Linked DNA regions of Mus musculus: all the other regions are linked to region 1. Evidence: chromatin contacts called from public HiChIP or PLAC-seq and promoter capture Hi-C data. All regions are on one chromosome and are shown on one strand. The core of a region is the stretch at or near the end of the contact, and the rest is flanking DNA. Distances in the headings are between cores, read along the strand shown. Region 1 holds the start of Alkbh3 (alkB homolog 3, alpha-ketoglutarate-dependent dioxygenase). Region 2 holds the start of Mir670hg (a long non-coding RNA gene). Region 3 overlaps Mir670hg (a long non-coding RNA gene). Region 4 overlaps Mir670hg (a long non-coding RNA gene).

Region 1 (3,735 bases), core at 907-3,406:
GATCTCATTACGGATGGTTGTGAGCCACCATGTGGTTGCTGGGATTTGAACTCAGGACCTTCAGAAGAGCAGTCAGTGCTCTTAACCGCTGAGCCATTTCACCAGCCCTGATCTTATATTGGGTTTTTGATTCTTGATAAAGAACTTAAAAGTTGGGTGGGAAGGGATAAGGAAAGGATGAGGGAAGGACTTGGGAGAAGGGAAGAATACGATCAAAATATATTTACATTTAAAACGTGTTTTAAATAATAAAAAATATTTTAAAAATAAGAAAAAGTGCTGTGATTTCAAATGGCAACTTTGAAGCATTCTGTGGGAGGCTCACTGTAAACCACTACTTTTAGGAACACCTCATTCCAGGCATCTCTATTGCCATTCCAAGCTATAATCACCAGAAGGAAAGAAATAACACCCTTTAGGAGATGTATCAAATGTTCCGGAGCCCAAAGCAGACATCGAAAGATTACTAGGTAATGGGGAAAAAAGTAAAAATTACAATCCAGCTCTCTCTCCTTTCAGTCCTGGGATAAATCATTTTTCTTTCAATGACACAGAATATACAACAACAACAAAGATGGTGTAAAAATTGGACTCCACTGTGGCGGCCACGTGGGCACCTCAGTCAGGAACACGGAGGATACTACAGCTGAATGCTATTGAGCATCAATACTGGGGGAATTGGAATTGCCTTCTGGAGTTCTATTAAGAAAAGGATAAAAGAATGGCTCAAATGAAAGGATAAGGACAATTTTGTTAGTTTAAAAGAAAAACACACCAAACATCTGAGGACAGGTAAACTGTAGACAGCCGCCCCAAGGAAGAGAATAGGGGGTGGGGATTCCGTGTTAAGTGGGCATGGAGGTCAGTCACTGAGTGGAAGGCAGCCGTTGTCATGTAAGAGAGGGAAGCATCAGAGAAAGAGTAAGGGGACATCAAATGCTGGCAAAAGTCTGAAGTCCTAAAAGAAGCATGCTTACAGGAGGGACAGCAAGAAAGGTAAGCTATGGTTTTTGTTGTTGCTGCTGTTTTTAGTTTTTGTTGTTGTTTCTCTAGGTAATTTAGAAAAGCAGGAAGGCTTGGAACCGGCGTGGCCATGTTCCTTAAGTGACGGAGATAGAGGGTGGGAATCGGAGAAAGGAAGTACAGTGTCTCATTAAAGTACTAATAAGTCCACTTATCTCTTTAGTGTTACTTCAGGTAAGCCTACCTTCCTAGGGGTCATTCTTTGGCCAGGTGATTCTATTCTTTTGACGAGTGGGGATTTTTCTTAAGGAGCCTTTACCGATACCCTGACAGAATCAGGCTTATTTGAAAGATCTCCACAATGATTGTGTTTTGGTAAATTTTAGAGAATAATATTTGACAGAAAATAGTTGACTTGGTGCTACAGTCAGAGTTGTCAAATTATAAGAGACATGGCTTAACCTGATCTCTTTAAAGAAGCTTGTGAAGAGGTCAGATGCGTGAGAAGGCACTTTAGCTATCGTGAATTATTAGATTTCTATAGTGGTCCAGACGCTGCTGTCTCATTTAATCCCACTTAACAGGACCACTTAAAAAGTAAGCAATGCACTTGCCCCAAATGGTGGCATTGGAATGAAATTTAGACAGATCTGTGGACTCAAGTAAAGTTTCCTTAGCACTGAGGAACTCAGATAAATAAGGCATGCTCTCACGTCCCAGCGTAAATGCTGTGTAGAAAAGACGGGCGCGCTACGTTGAGAACAAAGCGCACCTTAGACTCTTCATGGTTTTCAAGGTAAGGAGAGAATTCTATAGCAGAACCCAGCATGTCCCAGTCCTCCCTACTCCCGGATCAGTACAAGTTCCGGGAGAGTGCGGTTGCCCTTTGCACAACAGACCTAAGATGCCAGCACTGGTTTCGGGAACTAGTTTCCTGAGGACCTAGGCCTAGGAGGCTCATCTTCATCCCCACATGTGCCCCTGACTCCAGTTCCCATTCCGACCATATTCCCTTCAGCGTCTCCACCCGGCCCTTTAGTTGCCAGGGATGCGGGGCAACCCGGACTCCGGGCTACCCACCGGAAGCGGAAGCGGTGGCAGTATGTCACCTAAGAGGAACTACGCGCAACGGAGGCCTGTGGTTGGACGTTGCAGGAGTTGGTGCCTCACTCTGAAGGTTCCCCGGCGTCCAGACGGCTGATTAGGGTCGTGTCGGGACCTCTGCTCAGGGCCCAGCCAGGTTGGTCCGGGGCGCCCAGCTCCTTCCTGGCTTGCTGGCCGCGAGCCGGGGGCAGGCGTGTGAGGACTGCCCGAGGGTCCGTTTCTGGGCCATCAGAAGGCTGTTAGCCATTTCTCTGTACCTCAGCCTCGAGGGCGGGACTGTCTCCTGCTTGAGGGAGAGGCCTGAGGTCAGACGGTGGCGTCCGCTGCCACGGGGTTTGCTGGCGGGACGGGATAGATCTGTGCATTCCAAGCAAGTTCCTGCACCTGCCAGAGCCCTTGTTCTTTTTAAGGTTTTCAGGCTTGGAGTTCCAGGGTGGCGGGACCTTTGTTAGGACCTATTAAGTTCTGGGACTCCTCGAACTGACAGCACTCAGGAAGTCTCAGACAGCACTCTGGAATTTCTGTTCACCACTTGCCTTAAACAAGTCACGTCAAGGTGAGCAGGTCAGAGGCCTTCACTGACCCCCACTAGTCTTATGCCTTTAGGTCTCCGAGAATATGATACACGAGGGTTTCCTTCACACATTCGGTAAGCCCGGAGAGTTGGATTTGATTGTGTCATTAACTTTTTGAGGGAATCGACATCTTCTCCAAGGCCCTACCTGGTAAATGATAAGCACTTGATGGGTTGTCGGTGATGAGACGGGGTCTCAGTATTTAGCTCAGGCCTCCTGGATGCTGGGATTACTGGTATGTGCCTGTAAACCATCATTTCTACGTCCTAAGGAGATTTAAGCAGAGCCCTGAGCTCTGTTGGATCGGAAGGTCTAGGAGACGAGGCCTGGGAACCTGTGGTGTAAGCAGTCATATGAGTGGACTGTCTTTGAGAGCTAGAAGCTTTCCTAGACTCATAAAGAAGTGGCTCGCAGGTTCCGAACATGTGACCTGACCCTTAAGAATTCTGTATTTGCTATAGGGTAACCTTTGGGCAAAATTATAGGGGGTTTGATTAGCTCAAGGCTGGAACCTGACAAGAGTTGAACTTTTCATCAGTATTGATTTCCTGAGTGTCTCTGTAAGTCACTAAACCTTCTGATCTCTATACATATTAGCATATCTTACCCTTTGCTGCTTGTTATAAACATAGAAATAGAGTCTTTCCTAAATTGTAGTTTTAAAAGTGGTACATGGATATTTTAGATTTTCATTTCAAACTTAATTTTAAAGTTGACAAATCATTGTTCTTATTTATGGTATTCTGTGACATTTTGATATATGCTTTTGATATAGAATGAATGCATCAAATTAATACATCTCTTACCTCGTATACCTTTTTGTGATGGAAATATTTAAAATCTACTCTTCATAACTGAGCTATCCAGTGATTTGGTTTTTTGTTTGTTTTTTTTTTTTTTTTTTTTTTTTTTTCGAGACAGTTTCTCTGTGTAGCCCTGGCTGTCCTGCTGTAGACCAGGCTGGCCTCGAACTCAGAAATTCGCCTGCCTCTGCCTCCCAAGTGCTGGGATTAAAGGCATGTGCCACCATTCCCAGCAGTGATTTGGTATTTATGGCCCTTGTTCTGTGCAGGAGGTCAGTAAAGCTTATTGT
Region 2 (3,735 bases), core at 733-3,232, 250 kb before region 1:
CAGTTGAAGGCTCCTCTGGCCACTAGGAATTGTCCTTAGATAAACTCTAGCCTCACAGTCGCCTGTCTAGTCCCTGATGTCCTTTCTCGGGGCTTAGCAAGGGGCAGGTGGGCAGGTGGGCAGTCGCTAGGTAGGGTTTTCTCTCACCTGTACCCCCTGAACCTACTAGCCTGGCAGGAGAGAATTAGGCAGATTCTGTTCTTGTCTGACCTGCTGAGGTCTGTGCCTGATGCACTTTTCTTCCCAAACCAGCTCTCCAGGAAGGAATAACTTCCTCATTTTGGGATATAGTGATGAGCAAAACTGATTGAGAGGAGATCAATTGAGAATTGTAAATCAGACCTGATGAATACGTTTAAAAATTAAGGGAGGTCCTCTTAATTTTAAGTCATATGATTTAAACATACTTTGGGCTCTCCTCCTCTGCCTAAGGCCTTTGGTCTCTGTGAGCACCCCTGCACACAATGGTCATAATTAGTCTCCTCATTAACAGTCTGGCAGACGCTAGCAACTAAATGGGTCAGGGAAACCAAAATCTTTCATCATCTAGAGGCACAAGCGTAGCCTATTTGAGGGGGGTGGGCTAGGAGGAGGGGCCAAGGTGCAACAACTTTGCAAGAAATGAAGACCACCAGATGAGTATTAAATCCCTCCTCCGAAAATGAAAAGCCACAAACCCCCCCCCAAAAAAATCTGAAGATGATATATCTGTGGTGAAGGTGCTCGGTGGTCCCGTAAAGAAGTCACAGGTACATATGAAACGTCTGGATGCAAAAGAGACCTTCGGAAATTACAACGTTTAGCTATGTAAAGGACACAAGTGTCCTCGGCAGCAAGCACATACTTAATAAATGCAGAATTTTAATGATGCAATTTTGGCATCAGGTTGTGTATTTAAGTTCCCCTCGGATGAAACCTCCTTCTATTTTGAGGCATGAATCCTGTGTCTTTTCTGCCACGCAACCACACGAGGAAGAATAGCCCAGAGTCCTTGTCTATGAATGTACTGTCTCCACAAAGCATGAATGTGCTGGCACTTTGTGTTTGTATGAATGGGGGTTGCATGTGCTGGTCAGAGGCCACGTGAGACACGTGGGGTGGGAATTGTGTCTTTGGGAAAAAAAATGAATTGGAAGAAGGAAACAGCTATGAATGGCAGGAGTCTCTCCCGTGGAGCTCCCTCCCTCACAACGCCCCTCACCATCCTAAGACACACCTGTTTTATTAAAATGAATTCCTGACATTGCAAACAACAATAGACCAATGTATATACTGTGTGCCACTGTTCACAGGGTCCAGACTGGAGGAAAAAAAAAAAAAAAACAGGGCTGCAACACAAAAGATACTGCAGTCAGCTCAGGCAGGGAGCTATTTTTAGACCAGGGGGAAAAAAAGAGAGGGGGTGGGGCGAGAGAGAGGGAAAAAAAAGAAGAAGCACTTCTGGTTTTGCAATCTAATTTGGTCCCCTTTCTTAAGGAAAAAAAAAAAATCCCATCGATAGCAATTTCCATACAATCTGATTCTATTTGGCTCCTAGCAAAGAAGAAGAGATCTAGGGCTGAAAATTCTGGAGTTTTATGGCTGATTCTAGCTAGTAGCCTTTCTTCACCAGGCTCCAGCTGAATTAATTTGATACTATTTTTGAAAGTCAGTGTTTCTAAGGGAGACCTAATGACGCACTGACGTCAATGCAGGTCAATAGCACACGCTGCTGGAACTGGGCGTGCTACACCGAGCCAGGGCTGGAGCCTTTCCAAACAGCCCCAACTCTGCAAATATCCCAGCTTTGCAGGGGACCGGGGGGAGCCAGGGTTTTGTAAACACCGAGACCCCCATCATTTTTCCAGAGTCTCTTCAAAATTGATGCATATTTTCCTGACTCAAAGGAAAGCTAAACAGAAGCAGTCGCACTGCAGTATTTAAAAAAAAAAATCATACCTTTCAAAGGAATCATATGTAATTCGGGCAGCGTGCACACACATTTACACTCAGAAAGCAACGCATATCATTAGGGTGTGTCTATAAATAGACCCCAATGTGTGTGCATTGAGACTTAGTCCCTGGTCGGGGGTTTTCGAACGTGGGTGATGAATTCTGTGTTCTGATCAGTTACTCAGGAGGCGCCCGAATGTGAGGGGGTGGGAGTGTGGGAGGGGGCTGCCTCCTCTCTTCTCTTTCCCTCTGGCTGCTCTCCTCCCCTCTCCTCCCTCCTTCTCTCTCCCCCCTCCCTTCTTCCCTCCCCTCCCTTTTTCAGCATCTCCCCTACCCTTTCTTTCTCTTCTCTCCCTCTCTCCCCTCCCTCTCTCCCCCTCCCGCTCTCTTCTCCCTCTCCCTACAAGTCTGGCACTGAAGGAGAACTGTTTTGCTTTGCTCCGGGAAGAGTGCAGACACGACGTGAAATCCGGAGCTCTTTGCGTGGTGCATTTAAAATGCTTCCTTATTTATATTACCCTCATCCCCTCCCCTCTCCCACCCCCTCACCAGCCCTTCCAAATTTCCCTAGAAATCTGTGTAAAGCGTGGAGGGGAAAACATTTGCATAAAAAGTGAAGGAGCACGCCAAGGTAGGTTATACCATGCAGTGCCTTATGTTTGGCTTTGGCAAAGTTTATGATGTCAGTTGGTGAATGTTCGGAAGAGCAGCTCTTTATGACTGTCCGTGATTACTGTCTGTTTTTTTTTTTTTTTCATTGAACAATATCTGTACAAATTGCCTAGACTTCGTGAGCAGGCTTAGTTAGGGTCTTGTATGTGTGGTTCTTGCAAGAGGCATGGCAATCGGGAGACAGTCCTGTGGTGTTGAACAGGGGGAAAAGATGCTGTGTTGTGGGGTTGGGGGTGGCAGAGGGGAGGGGACTTCTCTAGTGGGCAACTGAACCTTCTAGTTTGCCAGACTTGGGGCTGATTCTCATTCACTAAATGTCTTCATTATTCTTGTAATGATTCTGCACATGAAAAGCTAGTTCCAAAAAGGTTTCATGAAGTCAGAACAAAGTGAGGGGAGCAGAGGGAGCTAAAGAGAGTTGGAGCATGCTGGTGAGGGATGTGGCAATGTTTCCTTAATAGAGAAATTAATCTCTCCTCGCAGAGTCTGGAAAAAAAATGCTGTCTTTAATAGGTGTAAGCAAAAATGATTTTAAAAAAAAGATTAGTAGGTGAAATAGAAAAAAAAAATGTTTCCATTGCAAGAGGGGAAAAAAAAAAAAAAAAACTGCTGCAGCTCACAACCACCTGTAGAGGGAAATCTTTATGCACAATTTCGTAAGGCTGGTTGTGTGGAGGAAAACCGCCTGGAAAGGCGCCTGGCAAACTTTGCTGCAGGAAGAGAGGCAGGCCCCCGCAGGGTGAAGGGCGAAATCGCGGGGGCGGCAGCGAGGGAGGGAAAGGATAGATGCTCACAGGAGCCGTCTGTGAAGCTGCAAAGTTGGCCTCCCTGGCACTGGAGTGGGGGTGGGGAATGGGGTGGGAGTGGAGGAGCGCTGATGTGGGCAAGCTTGAGCTAGGGAAGCGCCAAGGGGGCTCGAAGGTGTATGTCAGGGTGGGGGAGCTTCCGAGGAGGCTTTGTTGGTGTGATGTCAGGTACCTTGTGGAGCTGCGGAGATCTGAGGGGGGGGGGGGGGCGAGCGGGGGAGGTTCCCTCCCGCCGCGGCACAAAGCCAGGTGGTAATCAACAAGTGTCTCTCCCAAGATTAGGTTTGAAAAGGACTTGGAGGGTTTTCTAATTCACCGGAGGTCT
Region 3 (3,735 bases), core at 719-3,218, 240 kb before region 1:
ATCAAGCATGGTAGCATACCACCACCAAACAGAGAATAGAGAACACAATACTATTCTAAATTGTATCTTTGCTATAAAGTGTGTGCCATCTATGTAGAAACCTTACATTTTCTGTGAATGAGCCTAATCTTTGCTTATATCTTGTGTCTAAAAACACATCTATCTGCCCTTAGAGATACACGTAGCCAGACATTTTTATTAATCCAAGAATCCTTCATTGAAATACTGCCTGCCATTTCGTGTCTGCTTGGTCACATCTGATAACCCCATGTGATAAGCCATCCCCAGTACAAGAACCAGGGCCACTGCTGTCCCTTCTCTCATTGATGCTTCTTCTGGCTGCACACCAGTCCACTGCAGCAACATTCTCACATGCATACATACATGCATGCATTCAGAGAGCTAAAAATAAACAGCTGCTGATGGGCTGCCGGAGGGTGTCCTCCGAGTGGAGCAGATGTCCTCTGTCCCTCTCAAGCAGGCAAGCTTAAGCCACAGACAAAAAACGGAAGGTACTTCAGGAGTCTAAACTTAAACAGAAACCTTGGAATACAGCTTACAAAGGTTCTGAGGGCCTGGGGAGGGTATAATAGCCTGAGTCTCATGACCCTTCTTTTCCAGACCATGTAGCCCAAATCCTCTTGGTGACCTCTGGATAATTGTTTATCAGCATCCAACACAAGCGCAGTAAAGGAAATCTGATAGTTAGGGTTATGAAAGGAAATGGTTCGTGCCCGAAATATCTGTGTGTAGCCTCTGACTTCCTAATTTTTCCCATTCTGAAGCAAAGATCATTCCAGAGAGATCCAGTGCTGTGTGCACCTGAGGAGGGGAATCTGTGTGTCATTTGTGCAGATCTTCCCATTTGTAAGAATTCCTTCCATCTCCATCGATCAAGAAACCCTTTGTTATGCTGAGGTGTGGCATATCTTCTGAAACCACCCCATTCAGGCACACACTCTGATACACAGATTATCATGAAACAAGGGCTATTCCGACTGGTTTGAAAATAATGCCCATCATTGAGCTCATTTTTGTGGGTCATTCTTTTAAGAAGAAAAAAAACCTGCTGGTATTTAAGAGTAAAGGTTCTGGCTTTAAATAGGCCTGATAATGTAGCTAGAGACAGCACCTGCAGCCTTTGTTGAATTTCTTCTGCCTCATATGGAGGGAAAGTTGCATATTCACCAATAGCCTGCTATTTGTAGGGGTGGATTCCCTCTTTAGAAGCAAGGAGGAAAAGTGCAAAAGCAAGCTCGGGTCCTCCCCTCTAGGCATTCCCATCACCAGCATCCCAAAGAGCTGCTGGTCATTGGTGAAAGTGTGTGCCGGTGTGTGTGTGTGTGTGTGTGTGTGTGTGTGTGTGTGTGTGTGTGTGTGTGTGTTTTGCGCACGAGAGGTCAATTTCAGGCTTATCTGTCCCTGTACTGTGTCTGCCTGACTCTCTGTAACTCAGATCCTTGCTCTCTGGGAAGCAGTAGCTAGATGATTCCGTGGGAGACCAAGCAGGATGCGTGGGCGCAGGAAAAAGAAGAGGAGAAAGAAAGGGGAGGGGGAAGGGATCTCGAGAGCTGGAGAGAGGCGGGGGAGCCGTGAATCTGTTATTTGCGTCACTCGAAGAGCCGGGGCTATCTGGCCAACAAACTGAGAATTAATCCGAGTTATAGCCGTAGCCTGCTCGGTTACTGTGGCCAGATGCGAAAGGGCGGGGAAGGCACACACTCAGGAGTCTGTGCACCGAGTTTGCAATGAGCTGTTGGGTGTTTGGGGAGGGGGTAGTCCAGATCGGCACGCCCCTCGGGGGCCCTCAGCACGGTCTGTGCCTCTTTTGCTGATGGCCAGCCCAAGCCTGGGGTGGCGCCCACCTCGGCTGCCTCGCCTGCTCAGTGGCTGCGCTGAACACAAAGCACTGTCTCTGAGCAGAAGCCTCTTCTAGATTGAACCAGACCCACCAAAGAGGAGAATCTGCACGTGACGTCAGCAGCTGATGACTGACGCAGGCAGGCAAAGGAGACTCGAGGCGGCTGCTCCGCGCTGTCTTCATGAGTCTATTTTCTCCATCCTCCTCATAGTGAAATACTAGAACGCAACACACACACACACACACACACACACACACACACACGTGCAGCTTTTAAAATTTACATTCCCAAAGGCGGTGTGTTGCAAACACCAAGAGATTTTGCAAAGCGAGTATGGAGAATGTGGGAAGGGTATGGATGAATCTCCCCCCCCCCCCATTTGGGGATGTCCATCGAGGGTAGCATTAGACTCTTGAGCTTTTCAGGGAAGCTTTTCTGGGGAAAGGGGCTAATAATCCCCACTCCGGTTTCCCCAACATGTAGGAAATCTGGTCAATGGAGACCTGCAGCTCTAAGGATACAACCACTCCAATGCCTTCAGCCTGAGAGACTGTGTGGCGCTTGCAACAGGCAGAGGCATGAGAGTTAATATGAGGGAGGGAGAACAGAAGAAATACTTGGGTATTTTTCTGTTTTGAAAAACACCTGAAGCAATGCGAGAGGGTCTAGTGATGCAGAAACAAGTGAGGAGGGGGCGCTTGGTGCACATTTAATGTTTTGGACTCAACGTTCCAGCGAAATGCCTTTTTTTGTGTGCAGGTTTTTTCAGTACTTGCTAAAAATAGCATCTGGGTTTGATCGTGTTCCAGAAATAGACCGAGGGCTGTACTGGGATAAAAAGCCAGCGAGGGTGGAAGAAAACCTGGACACCACCACATTCCTCCTCCCTACCCCCATGTCTGGAAATTAATTGTTGGATTTTTCCTTTCCTCTCTCCTTTCTTTACCCCCTCCCCCATGTTTCTTTCTCTTAAGGAGTTCCCGCTTGGGTAAGTAATATTATGTCATGTGCATGCCGCAGACTGTAAGTACAAGCCGATGCTTACTTTGTGCATGCTCAGGATGCATCCTTGGCTGCCTTTTTGCCCTTTGCTAAGTGGGAGAATGAGACTGAGGGGGGTGGGGGAGGGTGTAACTCTGTGTGTGTGTGGATGTGTGTATATAATGAATTGGGGGCTGCATGCAAAGGAACCGAGAAGGAATTCTTGCAGAGTTGGGAATCACCCTGACAAATTTGAATCAATAGCAGCTGCAACGCACTCCCTCGTTATGAGTCGGCGCTGTTGAGCTGGGTTCTCTCTACTGCCCTCTCCCCTCCGTATTTTCTCTGTCTTAAAGGGTGGCCCGACACAATTTAATGGCCCATTTCAATGCGAGATTAATGGAGACTGTGGAATGTAAACCAGAATTGCATGGGATAAAGGGAATAAAAAGAGAGGGTGTGATCATCGGCACCTAGACAGTGGTCCTGACTGATCCAGCCCTTGGTAGCTGTCCACGGATATAGGTGCTGAAAATTCCTTGGTCCGCAGCAAGTTCAGTTCTGAGCGCCAGGGGGCAGGATTGGCTCCAGCAGAAGCTAGCCCCGCCCTGGATGCAAAACAAGATCCGGAATGGAGGGGGTTAAGGATGTTCAAAGGGGATAGTCGTGACTTCGGTGAGAGCTTTGGGAAAAGGAGGGGTGAGTGGGAAGGGAAGGGAAAAAAAATTAAAGGAGAGGGAGCAAAGTGTTAGATTCAAGGATGAGCTAAGGCCGTGCGCTCCAGGAACCCAAGACCAAAGTCGGAGGCTCACCATCTTCTCCTGCAGAGGCTGGCAACTGTCTGGGTCTCCAGCCTCAGGCTCCACCACCTTCCCGCCAGTGGATTTGAAAT
Region 4 (3,735 bases), core at 322-2,821, 170 kb before region 1:
TTGAAAGTAGGTGCAACAGTTTGGTTTCAGGGCGAGAAAGGGTACAGGGCTTGTCAGCCCTATAGCCATAACAGGGTTAACAGCGGGGCCGCCCGCTGCACTCTGGGAGTTGTAGTCCGCGTGCATTGTGGGAGTTGTCGTAAAAAATCCGCTCTTTTTTTGCTGTCATGGCCGCCTCCGAAAGGGCGATAAGAAGTTTTCTGCTTTCTGAGGGTCTTGGGGGACTGTCTGATCTGTTAGAAGGCTACCAGCAGACCCTTGGGGTGGCAGAGACCCTGGCATTCTTGTCCCGGGCGTGGACAAGAGGCCTGAGAGGGTCCATGCTGGACTTGCAGTGTTTCCATGAGCCAGGAGGCCTGTGACTGCTTGTGGGGTCGCAGGCGGCCACATCCTGGTGGTCTGCCCTTCTGCCTTTGACCTGTCTGTCAGTATGGCCTGTGCCTGGGTGTCTGGAGTGTGCTCTCTGCTCTTATGGTTTGTGTTCTGCTCCGTCCTCTTGTCTTACACACTCTGGAATCGTGGTTGCGCAGGACCCGAGTGTTGCTGGGCCTTTTATTCTGGGGGTAGTGGGGCTTAGGAGAGAGCCAAAATTTTAGCAAGCGTGTTTATGTGGGTGTTGCCTGTCTGCTTTGGGGTGTAAGAACTTGCATGAGTTCTCGGCATGGGTGCGGACACGTATTTGATTGTCTTTTGCTTGTACTGAACTTTGACCTTGTTTGCAAATTTTGTTTGTCCAGCTTGTGGCTGTCTCCTGTTAGCGTGGTTTGTTCTTAAACCTGTACAAGTGTCTCCGGGAGTGGGTTTTGAGTTGTTTGTGGGTAGGTATATGGACAAAGCTGAAGTGAAAGCTGGTGGCAGGATCACAAGTACCTTTATCTTTAGGGAGCAAAGCTCTTTGACTTTCCTGGTGCTGAGAAGTTATTTAGATTCTTTTGGGGGAACCCAGGTTTGTTGTTACCCATGTTACATTTGGCTCACAGTGTTCCTCTGCAAGTTAAGGATCTTTGATACTGGCTCTTGGGAACACCTGAGGCAGAATGGATTACTGTGAATCTCAGGGTATTAAGATAATATAGTTGCTGAGCATGTCAGCACCTGTCTTACCTGTCCATACAGAATTAGGTCTCTGTGTTACTGCCAGTGTGTACTCTTAGGTACATTCTGTCTATTTCCATAATCTGGAGTTATCCACCCTGAGGTATGATTGCTTTTGCAATAAGGTTTTGGGACCCCAATACCAATTTTTAGTTTTAAAGGGAATCATGTGACAAGACTTACAGGGAAAGGGTTAAAAGGTTGCATTGTGATTGGTATTTTCTTACATGTAAAACTGTTGCTTTGTTTTTGTATATTGTTTAAGAATGCTTTGATGTGTGTGGTGAGGAGGGTTTCTCTAATTTTTTCATCTTTACAGTTGCTTTCCTCCTGACCGCTTAAATGTAATAGAAAGATCCGGCTAGAATTGTATGTGCAATTCTGTTTCAAGTGACTTCAGTCTCCTATCCATAGACTCAGTGCTTGTTGGATTGCTAGTCAGCTTCCTCCCCTTTGTCCTCCTCTGTTACTTAACTCACTTGCCCGTCGAGTGAAGATTGAGAAATGTCATTTTAAAATAATCAATACTGCCTGAATGCACTAATGCTGGCAAACTGATGTCGTATCTGGGAAGGCAGAATGTCAAGAGTAGCTGGGTTTGCCGGGGCATTCCAAACTATCACAAGCACAGTGTTAATTTGCTTTGAAAGAAGTTGCAGTTACCTGCAGCTTGCTAAAGAATGCATTAGGAAGCCTTCCGAAGGTGCTTTGGGAAGGGCAAGGTCCTGACTTCAGTAAAGCTGGGGATGAATTTAATCTTTGTGTCTGGATACTTACGTAAGTAGATAACATTTCCCTGTGAAGCAGTGAGGTTTTTATACCCCAGAATCCTGGCATTTCGTCCCCAGGGCCTCTGTTAGGTACTTTCCACGGTGTGCATTCCAGTTTTGGAACTGCTGGGAAATGTTTTCTGTGTTATTCACTAGTAGCAGGATTAATGGCTTCAGAAAAGAAAATATTGTAAGACCTACTTATATTTTCTGTTTAAAGTTCTTAAGGCTGTACACACTTGCTTGGAATTAAAAGTTTCACATGGCTTCACCAAAATTTCTTTTAGTGTGAAATAACACCAAAGATTAATATATTTAGTTACGTTTTTACCTGTGTGTGGAGGTGAGGTGGGGGTGGGTGTTCGTTTAGAGCAGAGTTAGGACGACCTGTGGATGTTAGTTCTCTCCTTCCATCATATGGGTCCCAGGGTTCAAACTCAGGTTATCAGAATTGGTAGCAAACATCTTCACCCAATGAACTATCAGCGCCCTCAAAGGGTAATTTTCCTAACCAATATCTTATAAATATAAGCTTTAGAAAAGTCTACTGTTTTTTCAAAAAAGAAATCCAGGATCTGAAGAAATAGCTTAGCAGCTAGGAACACTGGCTGCTCTCCCAGAAAACACGAGTACTTGAGTTTGGTTCTGAGCATGACCAGTGGACAGCTTGTAACTCCAGCTCCAGGGATCTGATGTTTCTGGCCACTCCAGGAACCTGTCCTCATGTGACACTGACATGTGTACATGCACACATGTACATTTTTATGATTTTTAAAAAGTAAAACCTTGCTGGGCAGTGGTGGGGCACGCCTTTAATCCCAGCACTTGGGAGGCAGAGGCAGGCGGATTTCTGAGTTCAAGACCAGCCTGGTCTATAGAGTTTCAGAACAGCCAGAGCTATACAGAGAAATCCTGTCTCGAAAAACAAAACAACAAACAAACAAACTCAAACTTTTGAAGATGACAAATACTTAGTTTTTCCATTTATCACTATAACCAAGATGAATGGGCAGTAGGAAGGGGCCTGGAGTCAAGCCTTTCTAATGTCTTGTTTTCCTCTATGCAATGGTTTAGTTTCTGAGAATAAGTAGTTTATTCGTGTATGTGGATCAGTGAACATTTTTATGTGCATATGTGTGTACACATATTCAAATGTGTGGGTTTACATGTGTACGGAGGCCAGAAGTTGATGTAAGATGTCTTCCTCTACCTTATATACCAAGGTAGAATCCCTAATATGAACCCCAGAACTCCCTGATTTGGATAGTCTAGCTAACCAACTTCCCTCAAATCCTCCGTGTCTCTCCAGAGCACTGGATTTACAGGCAGGTCACCTTGTAGATTCTGTGGCCCTCAACCTGCATAGCAAGCTCTGAACTATCTACTCAGCCCATCTATGACTATGAGTGTCAAAACTGCACAACAAGATCATTCAACACCCATTTAGAACCTGACCTTTAGTTTTCATTTATATTATTTGAAAAATAATTGGTTATTGCCATTTGTATAGCTACATATGGATTCCTTAAGTTTAACATATTTGGCTTAAAATCTCAGTACTCTTATAAATTTGTGTGTATGTGTGTCTGTGTCTCTGTGTGTAGGTGTGTATGTTTGTATGTGTGTCTCAGTGTGTCTAGGTGTGTGTGTGTCTCTGTGTTTGTGTGTATATGTCTGTGTGTGTATCTCTGTGTGTATATATGGTGGTGGGCTTACATGTGCCATGTTGCAGAACGTGCAAGTCAGAGATGGTTTTGTGGAGTCAGTTCTCTCCCTTTATGTGGCTTCCATGGATTGTGCTCAGGTCACGAAGCTTGTACAAGCACTTTACCCAGTGAGCTACTTTGCTGGCCCCAGATTGCAGTACTCT

Evidence for each region. Promoter capture Hi-C pulls out the DNA fragments that hold promoters and counts their contacts. HiChIP or PLAC-seq counts read pairs in DNA pulled down with a chosen protein or histone mark.
Region 2: a contact with region 1 is called in a FOXA1 HiChIP or PLAC-seq map of pancreatic cancer cells. The contact joins the promoter of Mir670hg here to the promoter of Alkbh3 in region 1. A contact is called at or near these places in 24 of 39 promoter capture datasets (the 3T3-L1 cell line, 3T3-L1-derived adipocytes, the C10 cell line and 15 more), 1 of 15 datasets of contacts at CTCF or cohesin (the NIH/3T3 cell line), 2 of 484 Hi-C or Micro-C datasets (embryonic stem cells and nephron progenitors), 26 of 115 datasets of contacts at active chromatin or transcription factors (the 230-238 cell line, bone marrow-derived macrophages, craniofacial prominence and 15 more) and 4 of 9 other capture datasets (adipose tissue, embryonic stem cells, liver and 1 more).
Region 3: an H3K4me3 HiChIP or PLAC-seq map of forebrain shows a contact between it and region 1, with 3 times the contacts expected there. The contact joins the enhancer-like site here to the promoter of Alkbh3 in region 1. A contact is called at or near these places in 15 of 39 promoter capture datasets (the C10 cell line, the HPC-7 cell line, cancer-associated fibroblasts and 9 more), 2 of 15 datasets of contacts at CTCF or cohesin (both in the NIH/3T3 cell line), 4 of 484 Hi-C or Micro-C datasets (bone marrow-derived macrophages, embryonic stem cells, liver and 1 more), 21 of 115 datasets of contacts at active chromatin or transcription factors (the 230-238 cell line, DN3 thymocytes, bone marrow-derived macrophages and 12 more) and 5 of 9 other capture datasets (adipose tissue, embryonic stem cells, liver and 2 more).
Region 4: a contact with region 1 is called in a promoter capture Hi-C map of liver. The contact joins the enhancer-like site here to the promoter of Alkbh3 in region 1. A contact is called at or near these places in 7 of 39 promoter capture datasets (the C10 cell line, the HPC-7 cell line, cranial neural crest and 3 more), 9 of 484 Hi-C or Micro-C datasets (CD4 T cells, CD8 T cells, erythroblasts and 4 more), 3 of 115 datasets of contacts at active chromatin or transcription factors (the 230-238 cell line, extraembryonic endoderm stem cells and pro-B cells) and 3 of 9 other capture datasets (adipose tissue, liver and pancreatic islet).

Annotation. Positions count from the first base shown.
Region 1 is chr2:94,009,151-94,012,885 of GRCm38.p6, reverse strand. It overlaps Alkbh3 (alkB homolog 3, alpha-ketoglutarate-dependent dioxygenase), which reads left to right and starts at 2,156. Exons shown (of 10, transcript NM_026944.1): 1 at 2,156-2,203.
Region 2 is chr2:94,263,350-94,267,084 of GRCm38.p6, reverse strand. Mir670hg (a long non-coding RNA gene) reads left to right here and starts at 1,982. Exons shown (of 8, transcript XR_003953878.1): 1 at 1,982-2,563.
Region 3 is chr2:94,245,179-94,248,913 of GRCm38.p6, reverse strand. It overlaps Mir670hg (a long non-coding RNA gene), which reads left to right. Exons shown (of 8, transcript XR_003953878.1): 2 at 1-2,213; 3 at 2,837-3,735. Among named protein-coding and RNA genes, the nearest start is that of Mir129-2, 5.6 kb to the right of the region's middle. Within about 2 kb of position 1,968, at least 70 of the 459 cell types and tissues checked have an H3K27ac peak or open chromatin away from gene starts, as enhancers often do. A contact at or near this core is called in embryonic basal ganglia, embryonic forebrain, forebrain and 1 more, where this site is marked.
Region 4 is chr2:94,175,342-94,179,076 of GRCm38.p6, reverse strand. All of the region lies in intron 6 of Mir670hg (a long non-coding RNA gene), which reads left to right. Among named protein-coding and RNA genes, the nearest start is that of Gm39885, 19 kb to the right of the region's middle. Within about 2 kb of position 1,571, at least 391 of the 459 cell types and tissues checked have an H3K27ac peak or open chromatin away from gene starts, as enhancers often do. A contact at or near this core is called in the 230-238 cell line, CD8 T cells, the HPC-7 cell line and 10 more, where this site is marked.